4 separate regions of the Mus musculus genome follow, and all the other regions are linked to region 2. A link is a contact called in public HiChIP or PLAC-seq data. All regions are on one chromosome and are shown on one strand. Each heading gives the region's core, a stretch centred on a gene start, on an enhancer-like site or on the middle of the called end of the contact. The rest is flanking DNA. Distances are from core to core; before and after follow the strand shown.

Region 1 (3,023 bases), core at 173-2,672, 450 kb before region 2:
TGCGTATTGCTCCCAGTGACGTGAGAAGCCAGTCTGTTCTTGTGTTGAGCAAACTGGATTAAGATAACTTCCCTCGGGGCTTGGAGATTTCACAAGAACTATCACATCCTGAACCAGCACCCCTTGAGGAACACAGCTTCAAAACGTTAGGGCCACCAGGACTCGGCAGGCCTAACCGGTGTGTCTGGGCCAGGCCACACGTGTCACTGCAGTAGCTGTGCTCACACATCTGGAAGCCGTACCCAGAAGAGCCGAGCTTTGTAAGGGTTAAATCAGGTAGTACATGAGATGATCGAACGAGCAATACGGAACTTTCCTTTGGCATTTTAGTAGAGGGATGCAGCTAAGAGGTCCAGCTCACAAGTGAGAGGCATACACGGATGTGTCAAAAAAAGATACCTTTGCCTTGTGCCTCCCATCTCCGCACACTTGAATGAGCACCTGCAAATATATTCTGATTACTTCTCCATTCAAGGGCCTCCACGCGGGACCTGTGCTGTCGCTGGTGAGCACAGGTTTCTGTAGGTCTTCCCTGGTTGTGAACTGGCAGCTGGGTGTGTAAGAGTGGCTATCAAACTCCGATGGTCACTTAAAAACTCACTGGAGACTCACCGTGGACAAAATACAGCAAGACCTCTTTAAGGGTGATTTGCAAGCATGCACCTCAACTTCTACAGGGCCACAAAGACAACCTGCTACAAGCATTTTCCAGGGACAGACACGCTGCAGAGAGCCTTCGTGAGAGGAGCAGTATGTGGTATTTCGGTGACACACGAACCTCAGGGTGTATCCCACGGACGTGGGGTTCTCTACTCAGACACTTTCAAAAGGTCCCTTCTCTCTGCTGTCCAGTGAGAGACATTTATTACTTCCTTCCGCAGGCACTGCTGTGGATTGGCTACCTGCATTTGGCGACACTGGGGTGGTTATGACTAAGGAGCACGGCCCTTGGCCTTCCACTTGGCACAGCAGCGAGGTGTACTGTGCAAGCTGGTGTAGGAGCTGCAGCATGCTATAAACCTGTAGATCCAACCAGAGCAAGAATGAAGGTGTCTTGCACAGGGTAGGAGAAGGTCTATTTTCAAGGGGAATTGGTAAGCCCTAAGGCTTTAGCAATGCAGGCTGCAGAAGGCCCACAGAGGGCGGACATTACACTTGTCTTTGAGAACAATCCTTTTTGCTCACTCTACAGCCAGGCAGAGGGCAATTATGGAACTCAAACTACATCATTCTACTCTTTCCTATGTGGTCTAACTTTAAGCCAGAGGTACCTTTCATCAGACAAGAAGCCAAGGGCGTAGGCGGTGCCATTTCCAAAATATTGATCACTCAGGTTAACAAACTGGGAATGCTGTCCCAGCAGGCCCACACAGGATGGTTTACAAGAGATTTAACAACTCAACAAAGAGAAGCCCAGTGACTCAGCAGTCAAGATTCTAACCACTGCGATGTCCAAGTTAATGACTGCAATGCCCCTCAGGGAGCCTGGAACAGCAGAGGCCTCAAAGCTGATCCTCGAACCAGGATGGTGTGGGCCAGGTCTGTGAGCGGGTCAGCTTGGAAAAGAATACTATCTGCAGACCACATGAGGGCCAAGTGCCATTTTCTTTTTACTATTACCATGTTTCATTATCCAAATGTCAGGCTTCATCATGCCATCTCCACACAAGTAATGAGTATGTGGCCAGTGCTCACCACCCACCCCTCCCCCTTCCACATCCCCTTCCCAAACGCTCCCTTTCTCGTTCTGTGTCTCCTGTGTAAATGTGTGCATTGGATCTTGGTTTGCTTGCTTGTTTTGGATAGCCCAGACAGGGTTTCCCTGTGGACTCCTAGCTGACCTGGAACTTGGCTCTGGAGACCAAACTGACCTACAATGCACAAGATCCACCTGCCTCAGCTTCCCCAGTGGCTGGGCTTAAAGATGTACACTACCACATCCCACTGTTGAGTTTTGCTTTTCACTTGAGATTCCTTATATGGCAGGGAACATGCAGTACAAGTTGTCCTGAGTCTGGCTTGTTTGACTTAACACGACAACCCTCCATTCTATCCACTACTCTCACAATGTCCAAAGTCCATTCCTCTTGTAGTTCACGCCCTTCAACGTAATTTCCAAACAAGAATGGAGCGTCTGTCGGGAAGATCACTGGGCACTGGGATTAACATCTGAAGATGGTGACTGGTAAAAGAAATAGTGAGAAGCAGCCGTGATTATGTTACAGTCTGTGTTAACAGCCTTTGGGGCGGGGAACCCAGGTTCAGGATTAAGGTAGGGAGGAGGAGGAGGAGGAGGAGGAAGATGTGTCAAGACCCACACAAGGTGAAATCCAAAGTGCAGCAGTAAAGCCGTGGCACCATAAAGTACTAGCAGCTTCCCAAACTTGTGTGGCCACAGGCCTAAGGAGCGGGGCCAGTGCTTTAAGCAGTATCAGGGTCCCCATCAGATCACAGGCGCAGCGGAAGTGTTTAGAAAGTGGCTTACTGCATTTAGGCTGGCGAAGAGCCTCCCAGGTCAGTGTTTGAGAAAGCCTAATTACAGAGTAGCTATAATTCACCCTCTTCCCCCAGAGAACCTGGGAGCCCAATGGCCACCGCCCTATAGCTTGGTTGGCGGTGGGTTACACACCCAGTTTCTGCAGTGAAGAAACCTGCAGGAGTCTGTGAGTTTCCTCACACAAAAGTTCCATCTAAGGGCAGAACTGCAGCGAGGCTCACAATGTACCCAACTCCAGGGAGAAGACAGCACCTCGCTCTGAAGGGCTGGCCCTGGTCTCTGCAGAGGGAGGGGTTTCCCTCTCCTTTAAGCCCTGCTCCTCAGGAGTATCAGCCTGCGGAGTGCCAGGACATATATGTTACCCTCTGTCAAGGGTCATAAAGGGATCTCTCAAACGATGGCACCTTTTGCCTGGGATTAAAGGGACAAACAGTGTAGGTCCTGGATTAGGAAGATGCAGGTGTCTCCTCTACTGCTCCTTACACAGCCTTGAGCAAGCACTTTAACCCTTTCAGAGGGTTAGCTT
Region 2 (3,081 bases), core at 397-2,896:
CGATCTTCCCCATCCCCAGGCTAGCGTCATCCTCTGGTTTAGCTGTTGTCTAATCCTTGTGGACTTTCTAGGATTTCTTTCTGGTAAAAGTAATTTTCTGACCCCAGGTTTGGTATGTGTTATCACTAACTCTGTGAATAAGTAAATGAGTGATCACTGCTAAACAACTGCAGTTATAGAATTATGTTGTATGTATGTACATAAGGAGAGTGTATTTTGTTCCTTTTCTTAATAAAAAGTTACATATGGACACGTGTTTGCCAAAATTACTTTGAAATTTTTTTTAAATTACATTATGGGGGCGGGGGGGGGGTCAGTAGAATGTTTGCCTAACATGCAGGAGGTTTTAGGTTTGTTCCCCACTCACAAACTGCAGGGTGGGGTGCACATGGCTCTAATCCCAGTGTATAGAAGGGGAGTAGGGTAACTCAAGGTCATGCCTAACTACATGGAGATGTTGAGGCTAGCCTGAGCTACATGATATACCCTACCGTGTGTGAGTCAAGCTTTCAGAGGTGATGGTGATGGGCCGCACAGGCCTTGGTGCTCCCCCTGAGACTGCTCAGAGTACTGCAGACTTTCTGGGGAAGTTTCCAGTTTTGAGAAACCCTGGTAAATCGTTTCATGGTGGGGGGGGGGGGGAGGATTAATCTGTCTGCAATCAACAAAAAAATCTTTTTGTGTATTTGAACTTGTTTCCTGGGTTTTGGTCACACTGGTTTAAAAGGACAAGGACAACTTGGTTGAAACAAAATGAGCCGTAGGAAAAGTAGTAAAGGAAGGCGCTGCTGCCCTCCAGGGTCAGAGCAGGCCAGGCTTCTGTCTCGGCTGTGGAGGAGAAAGAAGCGCTAAGGGCCAGACCTAAAAAGTACGTCCAGAACTCTACCAAGCGGGATGTTAGGGTTAAGAAGTTGGGGTGGGCTGTAAAACAAGGTCTCTCCACCTGTCATCTGATAAAGTTCAAATGTGCCAGGCTTCATGTGCCTGCGGTGTATGTACTCAGCTTAGGGCTTAAAATCAACCTCTCCCTGCAGTGCTTTCATTGCTAGGGTATACTTTAGTAGGGCTCAGAAGTAATATTTCTTTGTGTTCTCAAAACAGGAAAACATGAGGTACACTGATAAGGTAAGAAATTGCCCTTTCCTTGGTTAATGCCCCTGAGAATTAAAGGGATCAAGATGGGGATCATGCTGACACATTTGTCACATCTCCTGTCACATTTAAGATGGCAGCTGCTCCTGTCCAGTGAGGTCAGGCCTACAGATCACAAGTGGCAGCTTTGTGGGTACTCTCTGGACTGACAGCCAGAGGCCATGGCAGAGGGTGGGGTGGGGGAGTGGAGTACTGGTCATGTCCACAAACAGCAAACTTCGGAAGGTTCAGTTGGAAAAGGGTGGCTCTGCTGCAGCGTGTGCTGTCTGCTCTTTCCTCTCGCTTCATTAGGCGTCCCCTCCTTCACGGTTTTTGTTTCAGAAGAGAAGAGATGGGAGGCAGCTGAGCATGATGCCCTTTCCACAGTGCCTTGGATAGCCACAGAAACTGTCCTGTGCCCTCAGCCAGGAAAAGCAGGGCAGTCAGTAACAGCGAAGACAAGAGCCAGGATCTGTCCACTATGCTGGAAAGCCTTGATGATTGGCAGAATCCAAGAGAGGAGGAGGCTTAGCGGTGTACAGACTGTACAAACTGGGACATGTTGACCAGTCTCAACTGTACAAGTAAATATTAGCAGTAGATCGTCTGAGAGACTCCTGTCGGTTTCATTAAAAGGAAGTGTTTGAGAAATGCCCCTGAGTGTTTGCCTGTCCTATCTTTCTTTTTTCCTTTTGGGTTCAGAAGAGAGGTGGTTTGGGAGGGAGCTTATAGGTTGAAAAAAATCAACTAAGAGGACCTCTAGATTGTTAGGGCAAGGAGCCAGGTCAGCGACTACTCCGGAAGAGAATGGAGCCTTAGAGCTAACTTGTGGGCTGTGATAAACTGTGAGTCACTGTTAGAACAGTGCCTGAGCAGGGCCATGGTCCTTTGGGAGTTCCTGGCATTTAGATCTTTTCTGTGTCTTTGGCATACTCATGAGGTTAACCTCAAAATACCCTGGCCCTAACTCTGGCCTACCCCTCTGGGTGTCACTTGCCTACTAGTGCACAAAAGATTAAGGGGAAAAAAAAAACCAAAAAACAAAACAAAACAAAACATCCTGGTAACTGTGGATGTAATCCAGAAATGAAGTTTGTTTTTAGAATTCAGGCATGATGGTGGTATGGAGAAAAGAATCTGGCACTGAAGAGAGAAAAGATGGAGTCAGGGCCTGAGCCAAAGAGAGGAAGTCTGCAGTCTATCACGTAGTACGGTGAGTTTCCTATAAATGAGGTGAAGATGTCATATGACTGCTGAGGTGGAGGCAGAGATGGGCCAGCTCTGCAGGGCAGACCTTTCCCTTTCCCTACTTCAAGCTGGTACGTAGGGTTCTCTTGCCCTGAGAAAATGTAGCTGTTGGTAATGTGGCCGAGAGATGTGTCACATTCACGCCCATCAGCTCCATCCTTCACTGGGTGAGAGGGGAAGCACCACCTCTCTGTGCAGACCCGAGCTGGATTCTAGCGCTTGGTTTTATCTCTTGGTGGTGTTTTCACACCCAACTGGCATGGTATCTTTCATTGGTGATGGTCACATATCTTTACACTCCAGGCAGAAGTAAGAAGGGTGTTAGATGGTGACAAATTTGTAAACATTGCACAGCAAGGAACATGGTCCTCTCAGGCGCTGGCCCTGCGGTCCTCCACTCCTTCCAGCATCTCCTCTTTCCCCCTCTACTGGCGGAATGCTGCAGGTGCTGATGAGAGCAGGGGATGCTGCCCAATTATACAGGAGAAGGAGCTAATGTCCCTGCTCAGGTGGAGAATTTTAAGCCAAAGCAAAACACTAGGGCCTGAACCAGCTTACACAAAAGCATTTTTATTGACAGTGTACAATTTTCCAAAATAGACTTTATAAGAAAATGCAATAGTTAACTATAATCTCTCAATAAATTCCAGTGTACTTTAGACCCCTGTCCACTACAACATACACTCCCCCAATCTCCTGGGC
Region 3 (3,293 bases), core at 325-2,824, 360 kb before region 2:
TAGATGTCCAATGTCTCCCACAGACTCATGTGTCCCAACAGTGTGGGCAAGTCTGGGGCCATCTGGGACGTCCAGGCACTAGCAGGAAGCCTCAGGTTCCCACTGCCAAGTCCCTTCCGACAGCTGGTGGGTCCCTCTCCTCAAGCTCCAAGCACAAGTAGGTTGGGGTGTGTTTTTCAGGTTGCTTGATCACAACAGAAAAGAAGAGAGACAAAGGGTGCTAAGGGGCTTTGCCACTGTTTTCAGAGAACATTTTCCGCACAGCCTACTCTGGCCTTGAGTGTGATAGCCTCAGCCTCACTGTCCCTGTGATGATGGTGTTACAGGTTTGTGTCATTCCCCAGGGGGGTTTTTGCTTGTTTCAGATTCAACAGCTATTAGTTTTAGTGTGTTTCAAAAATCAGATCAAAATTCCATCAGTTTCCCAACTTCACAGACTTTCAAAGTGCTAAGTGTGCACTGGGAACTTACAGGGGAGGTAGTATGACACAGAACTTCAAATGAACATACAGGTTAAGTAAGGAGGCTGGCAAGATAGCTCAGTGGTGAGGGCCCTTGACTACCATGCACCATGCTGCCCTAAGGTACATCCTTGAAACCCACATGAAGGTGGAAGGAAAGAAGTCACCACATAAAGTCATTCCCTGACCCCACTAACACTTGTGCAAGCATGCATGCATGCATGCATGCATGCATGCATGCGCGCGCGCGCACACACACACACACACACACACACACACACACAGAGGGGACGTGGGGTTGATTTTAAAATACTGAACAGAAAACAAAAGTTCCCAACTCACTGGCCATGGTTTCGTCTCCTTTGTATTCTGGTGGCCCTGGCCCGGGGACTGCACTGGGAGATTGCTGTGCTAAGGAAGCAATTATGAGCTCCACTCAAGAGAGAACAAAAACGGATGGATTTGGAAGGGTCACTTGGGCACCACCAGGAACCTTGGCAGCAGATCACGAGCCCCCTCTTCACTTCAGGTTTTGTTGCCAACTACTTGTCTACACGGCCCAGACCCACAGGGCACCTGCTCTCCACTGTCAGCTGCCAGCTGCCCCGCCCTGGCAGGCAGCCATGGCAGGCCTCTTTTCCAGCCCTCTACATTCTGGACAACCTAAACAGAACTTCTAGCCTCACGGCATGCCCCTATGTTCTGGAGTCCTTGCTATGAACAGAGAACCAAAAGGAAAAAAAAAAAAAAAAAGCTCACAATTTCTTGAAAATCTCTTCTAATACAGACAGAACAAAAGAATTCAGAAAGCCTCTCACTTTAAACTGCTCTTTCCACAGAAATGTCTTCATTATTAAACTAAAGTAAGTTCTGGAAATGCATGGTGCCGGGTTCTTTGAAATTAAGAGCAAGATTTTCTGATAAAAATTATTGACTAAAATACAGTTAACTTGTTTGTCACTTTCAAAAGCCACAGATGAAATTTCTCTGAAAAACCCAATGTCTTTAAGAGAAAAAAAAATCCACAAAACTGGGACTCTGCCAAATGTGAAAGATACAAAACCATGGGCCGAAAAGGCTGTTGTCAGACAGCGACACACAAGTGAGGGCGGAGCTCAGGGACATAAAGCCGGGGAGGCTGCCACGTGGACTGCCATGGACTGCCGTGCTGGCTCCACCTGGGAGGGACTGAACATGTTTCCTCATTCTTCAACTTCAGACTCCTAATCCGAGGAGGAGGAGGAGGAGAGCGCCATTTTAAACAAGGTCAAGCAGAGCCTGCCCAGGAAAAGAACCTGATGCCGATGATCGCAGCTAAGTCTGGCTGTGGCAGCTTTGTCCCCTAGTTTACAGGAACCCAGGACAGCCAGTAGGTTCCCCCGTCTGTGGTTCTAACACTGTGACCTAACCTGAGACAGTGGCACTCACATTTGAGGCAGAACGGAGACCGGGCAAAAAGATAACACAAAGCAGACTTGTCCCTGAAGGCCCCGCTGGGAGGGGGGGGGGGTGGTGTCACATGATTTATTTCCCTCTTCCCACACACAAAAGATGGGATCCTATCTCAAAATACAAAATAGAATAACACAAAATACAAGAAGGAGAGGAAGGCACGGATGTCCTGAACTAGGGACACCAGGGACTGGCCTGAGGGATCACTGATAAAATGTAGCAGCAATTCTTCTCCATCCATCCGGTGGCCTCACCTTCAGGATGTGAAGGGTCCACACCCTGGTGGCTAGGTACCCCTGCTGCCGTGGCAGTCACGGTGGTGGTGAGATTTACTCTGGCACTGAGGAAGCCTCCCTTAAAGTTCCACGACAAGCAAGAGTTTCCTTTCTAAGTAAGCTAGCCAGTACGCAGTGTCCTTCCTCATATCTAGTGTCTTCCCTGTTCTCTTTCCTGAACAGAGTACACACCTATTGACTCAATTTAACAGCAAAGTTAATACTGCAGAATTACAGGAAGCCATTTTTTTAAAATGATACTTCACCCCCGCCCCCACTTGCCCTCCCCAGCCCAGGTGTGGTCTCCTGTGATCTGAGCTATGGGGCTATGGAGGGGTGGAGGTGGGCATCGGTGTCTCCACTTCCCATTTCCCTGCCTCTCGGGAGCTCTCCACTGTGGGCGGGCGGGCGGTTGGTCGGTGCTAAATGGGCTCCGTCACCACTATTCAACCCAGCAGCAATTAACACCGCATTCATTTTCTTCAAAGGCAAGCTGAAGCAAGGTGCCCCAGACCTGGGATAAGTTCTTGTCAGCCTTGTCTTTCTGCTCTAATTATTTCCATGGGTTTCAATCAGCATCTCCTGCACTGTCTTCCGCAAGTGCTAAGAATGGCTGCTTGGGAAAAAAATTTCAATGCTAACAATATTTTTCCTCACAAATACACAAGTTATATGAAGAAAGCAGTTCTGCATAGCTCTAACTGCTTGCTGTACAGTAAGTACTCTGAGACGCAAAGGTGTGCTGGCCCCAGGCCACTGTGCACTGGGAGGGTTCTGGAAGGATCATGTGACAGCCATAGGAAGCCATAGGAAGCCCAGGTTTACAGGTTGCATTTAGAAGGGAATGCGGGGAAGGAACATAAAGAGAAATTTGTCTCTTCCCCGTTTCCTTCCCCCAATGGAACTACTCTCACTTTTCTGAATCCTTCCAGATCACATATTTCTTAAACACACAGAGTTATAAATATGTTCTGTTTGGTAAGTTTTTGTCAATACACTTTCTAGCTTAAATTCAACAGTCCTCTCTGCCGTTAGTACATTTATCCTTGACCACATATGTCTGATGGCAGGCAGTGTTTTAACTTGAGAATCTACCAGAGGCAGG
Region 4 (3,144 bases), core at 189-2,688, 430 kb before region 2:
TGTAATGACGTGGTTAAAGGATTCGTGGCTTCTATCAGCATCTTGGGGTGGGGGGTGGGGAGGGAGGGCTAGAATCTAGAACAGATTGATAACTCTAACTCTGCAGCGTTAGGACATAACAGTATACTAAACAGACATGACCCAATAGACTGTACCCTCTACTCAGCCCCTTGGTGGGAGAGTAAGAACGCCCACAGCCGTCACCTAACAAGCATCCCTTACACTAATTAAGGATATGATCTGGACATGGGATCAGGAGGAGGCAGTCAGCACAGCTAACCCAGAGAGTAGCATACACATCTTCAGGGCTATCTTCTCTAAGTCTGCTCTTACACGGGACCAAAGCACTTTCTTTGTTCTCTTCTGAGGTTTATTTACTAGCACTGGTGAGAAAGAAAAGCACCAGGAATCACAAGTCTCTGCACACAGACATGTCACTTCCTCAAATGTGCATCTTACGGATCTACCTCACGTTTCGCTTTAAATAATAAAACTACAACTTCATTTTTATGTATATGCTATAAAAACAAACAAAAAAATCTTAATTCTTAGCTCCCATGGTTATCTGTAGGTCATGTGTGCTTCTGTAGTCAGGATCACACACAGAGTCCTCTTCATAGTAAATGTGAAATGTGTTACACACACGACAACCAGCAAAGATAGTTCTTTGAAGCTCTTCCTTTGATGAAATGCCATTTATAAGTTTTTAAGCAAGAATCAGTGAGCTTCAAAAAAAATACTCACGGTTGAACGGTCACCCAAGGATCCCCAAGTGCAGGCTGGGCTTGTCCTGGAAGCAGAGGACTGAATTCCACAGGAGAGCCAAGAGCGGGCCAGCAGAAAGCATGAATGCTAGCAGCACCTTCCTCCAGCCCATCACAATCCCAGGCTGAGACCCTGCAGTCCTGAACAGCGACAATAAAACCACATTAGGTTGTTTTCCCAATTCCTACGAAATGAGTCAGTAGGTCAAACAACTGATCCACTTGAGAGAACAATCCCTGCAGCTACACTCCCCGCTTCCAGTAACTGGGCTCATTCTCTCTGCCCTGCACAAAGTGCTCCCACTAACCCAGGAGCCCATGGGGCCTGGCAGACCCAGAGTGGGTACTGTCAGATAGTCAGTCTCTGCTGGGGTTAGCATCCTCCTTGGACAGAGGCTACTGCTAGTAGTGCCATACAGCTTCCTCAGAGTTACAGAAAAACTTCTCTGTTAAGACCCTAAGTCATTTATCTCCTTCACACCAAAGAAGGGTCTTAGTGCTTAAAACAGAAACCCAATAGTTACCCCTCTGAAAGCTCCCCCTAAAACAAATAAAACCACTTCCTTCTGCAAAAATACCTTCTCCTCCTCAAAAGATCTCCATATTCAGAAGACAGAGTGGTAATTCAATCATCCACACTGTTCAAACACACCCCAGGGTCCTCCTGCTGCTCGGCAGAACCATCCACTGGGCTTCAGGAAGCAGAAGTGTGTAAGAGCTGCCAGCAGTCTTTTAAATCCACGGCTCAAGTTGCTGAACACCTTGGGAAACTACCACCTACTCACCCAGAGGAGAGCTGATTCAAATAGTAACCTTCTGCATTGGAAACCACCAGCTACTACTGCTGAGAGGTCCGTAATTCCAAGAACTCATCCAAACAGGCAGATCTAAGGACACACAGCTCGACACACAGGGCTAGGTCAGCTGTGACAGCTCTTCAGTGGGAGACTTTTGCTTTCTGAATCCACAGGGCTTACTTACTTTCTTTTCTTTTTAAAGACAAGGTCTCATTTTCATCTTGAGAAAATGTCTGATCAAGCCACCAACTGAAAACCTGCCATTATAAACGAGAGATTTCACAATGCTCATTCCAAAATCTGCGGCTATTCATTTCTGGAAGTGACTCACTGAGAAAGGACGGCTGTTGGGGGTGGGAGGGAGAGATCATTTTTAGGAGACCGCCTGCACTCTGAGAACTGAGCAGAAACCCCACGGTGGCTACCACGTGTGTGGAGCGACCCCAGCTCAGCTCTGAGTCACACCCCCCCCCCCAATCCAGATGACACGCCATGACCAGTCTCCTCGTGAAAGCCACGGTGGACAAAAAGCCCTTTGGGCTGTGCACCCACCCTCATGGCTGCCTCTCGGGGCTATTTTCACATAAATCAGGAGGGAGGCAGCAGCATTTGCCACCTGTCAGGACTGACTCCGCGGCTGGTGAGTAACCAGCCACCGAGTCCCACTTCCTGTGACTATTTCCAAAAGACCCCATGCTATTTCCTTCAGGAAAATACGAAGTGCAAAGCAGAGCTACGGGAAGGAGAGACAGCCCCAAGAGCAAAGCTAAAAGCCTGCAATGTGATCGCTGTTTACCCAGCCACGCCTAGTTTTAATTTGGTTTCCCAACCCCTGTGTAATTAAGACTGCCAAAGAGAATAGCATTTGGGGTGGGGGTGGAGGGTGAGATCCACAAATGCTTAGACCTTCTGAGTGCGTGACCAGAAAAGCAATTGTAAGACTCAAGAGAACCCATCTGAAGCTGACTGGAGCATTAACCCTTGCAGGAGAGAGAAAGTTGGTTTTGTTTATTCCCAAATTTCAAACATGAAATCCTCTTTCCTCCCAGATGGCATTAAACAGAGTCTACTGCCACTCCCTAGGTTCGTAGAAGGAACCATTTTCAGAGCCGTTTATGGGACAGTCACGTTAACAGCAGCGCACACGTCATCCAACACTAAGGTGTCCTTTGAAGCTGCCATTGAAGTATGGTGTTTGGTGTTTTGCCAAACCTATTAGTTTATGCCAGGAAGAAGGGTATAGGAGCTCCTGACGGCAGGCTGCTCAGATGCATGGGGAAGGTAGAGTATCAGTCGTGGCAGGGTTTCTTTCTGAGGACACCATGCATGCTGGAGAAAGGCAGCCTTTTCCTAAGAGCTCGCCCTTGCCTTACATGGTCCAGCTGAGAATGAGCCTTCATTCTGGGTGAGGGGAGGGTGGGGGGAACCGGTGGGGGGAGGGTGTGTGTCAATGCCAGAGGAGGGTACACAAGCCTCTGCAATCGACAACTTCGGAGTAGAGACAGAGCAAGTCCTTCCTGGTTTTGTTTCAGCGCCTTTGGATGTTTTGGCCTGACTCTCTTCTTTCTTGTTTTTGGATACTA

Evidence for each region. HiChIP or PLAC-seq counts read pairs in DNA pulled down with a chosen protein or histone mark.
Region 1: a contact with region 2 is called in an HNF4G HiChIP or PLAC-seq map of pancreatic cancer cells. The contact joins two enhancer-like sites. A contact is called at or near these places in 2 of 39 promoter capture datasets (embryonic stem cells and stem cell-derived epiblast-like cells), 1 of 15 datasets of contacts at CTCF or cohesin (embryonic stem cells), 17 of 484 Hi-C or Micro-C datasets (the G1E-ER4 cell line, the HL-1 cell line, the N1E-115 cell line and 4 more) and 2 of 115 datasets of contacts at active chromatin or transcription factors (the NIH/3T3 cell line and pancreatic cancer cells).
Region 3: a contact with region 2 is called in an HNF4G HiChIP or PLAC-seq map of pancreatic cancer cells. The contact joins two enhancer-like sites. A contact is called at or near these places in 2 of 115 datasets of contacts at active chromatin or transcription factors (fibro-adipogenic progenitors and pancreatic cancer cells).
Region 4: a contact with region 2 is called in a FOXA1 HiChIP or PLAC-seq map of pancreatic cancer cells. The contact joins two enhancer-like sites. A contact is called at or near these places in 1 of 15 datasets of contacts at CTCF or cohesin (embryonic stem cells), 16 of 484 Hi-C or Micro-C datasets (the G1E-ER4 cell line, the HL-1 cell line, the N1E-115 cell line and 3 more) and 3 of 115 datasets of contacts at active chromatin or transcription factors (extraembryonic endoderm stem cells, heart atrium and pancreatic cancer cells).

What each region holds. Positions count from the first base shown.
Region 1 is chr6:31,065,604-31,068,626 of GRCm38.p6, forward strand. No RefSeq gene overlaps it. Among named protein-coding and RNA genes, the nearest start is that of Mir29b-1, 4.0 kb to the left of the region's middle. Within about 2 kb of position 1,423, at least 33 of the 459 cell types and tissues checked have an H3K27ac peak or open chromatin away from gene starts, as enhancers often do. A contact at or near this core is called in the N1E-115 cell line and pancreatic cancer cells, where this site is marked.
Region 2 is chr6:31,516,560-31,519,640 of GRCm38.p6, forward strand. Podxl (podocalyxin-like) reads right to left here. Exons shown (of 8, transcript NM_013723.3): 8 at 2,934-3,081. It also overlaps a transcript of Mkln1 not described here. Among named protein-coding and RNA genes, the nearest start is that of Podxl, 46 kb to the right of the region's middle. Within about 2 kb of position 1,647, at least 124 of the 459 cell types and tissues checked have an H3K27ac peak or open chromatin away from gene starts, as enhancers often do. A contact at or near this core is called in the G1E-ER4 cell line, the HL-1 cell line, the N1E-115 cell line and 1 more, where this site is marked.
Region 3 is chr6:31,157,882-31,161,174 of GRCm38.p6, forward strand. All of the region lies in intron 2 of Lncpint (long non-protein coding RNA, Trp53 induced transcript), which reads right to left. Among named protein-coding and RNA genes, the nearest start is that of Lncpint, 59 kb to the right of the region's middle. Within about 2 kb of position 1,575, at least 76 of the 459 cell types and tissues checked have an H3K27ac peak or open chromatin away from gene starts, as enhancers often do. A contact at or near this core is called in pancreatic cancer cells, where this site is marked.
Region 4 is chr6:31,086,748-31,089,891 of GRCm38.p6, forward strand. No RefSeq gene overlaps it. Among named protein-coding and RNA genes, the nearest start is that of Mir29b-1, 25 kb to the left of the region's middle. Within about 2 kb of position 1,439, at least 182 of the 459 cell types and tissues checked have an H3K27ac peak or open chromatin away from gene starts, as enhancers often do. A contact at or near this core is called in the G1E-ER4 cell line, the HL-1 cell line, the N1E-115 cell line and 1 more, where this site is marked.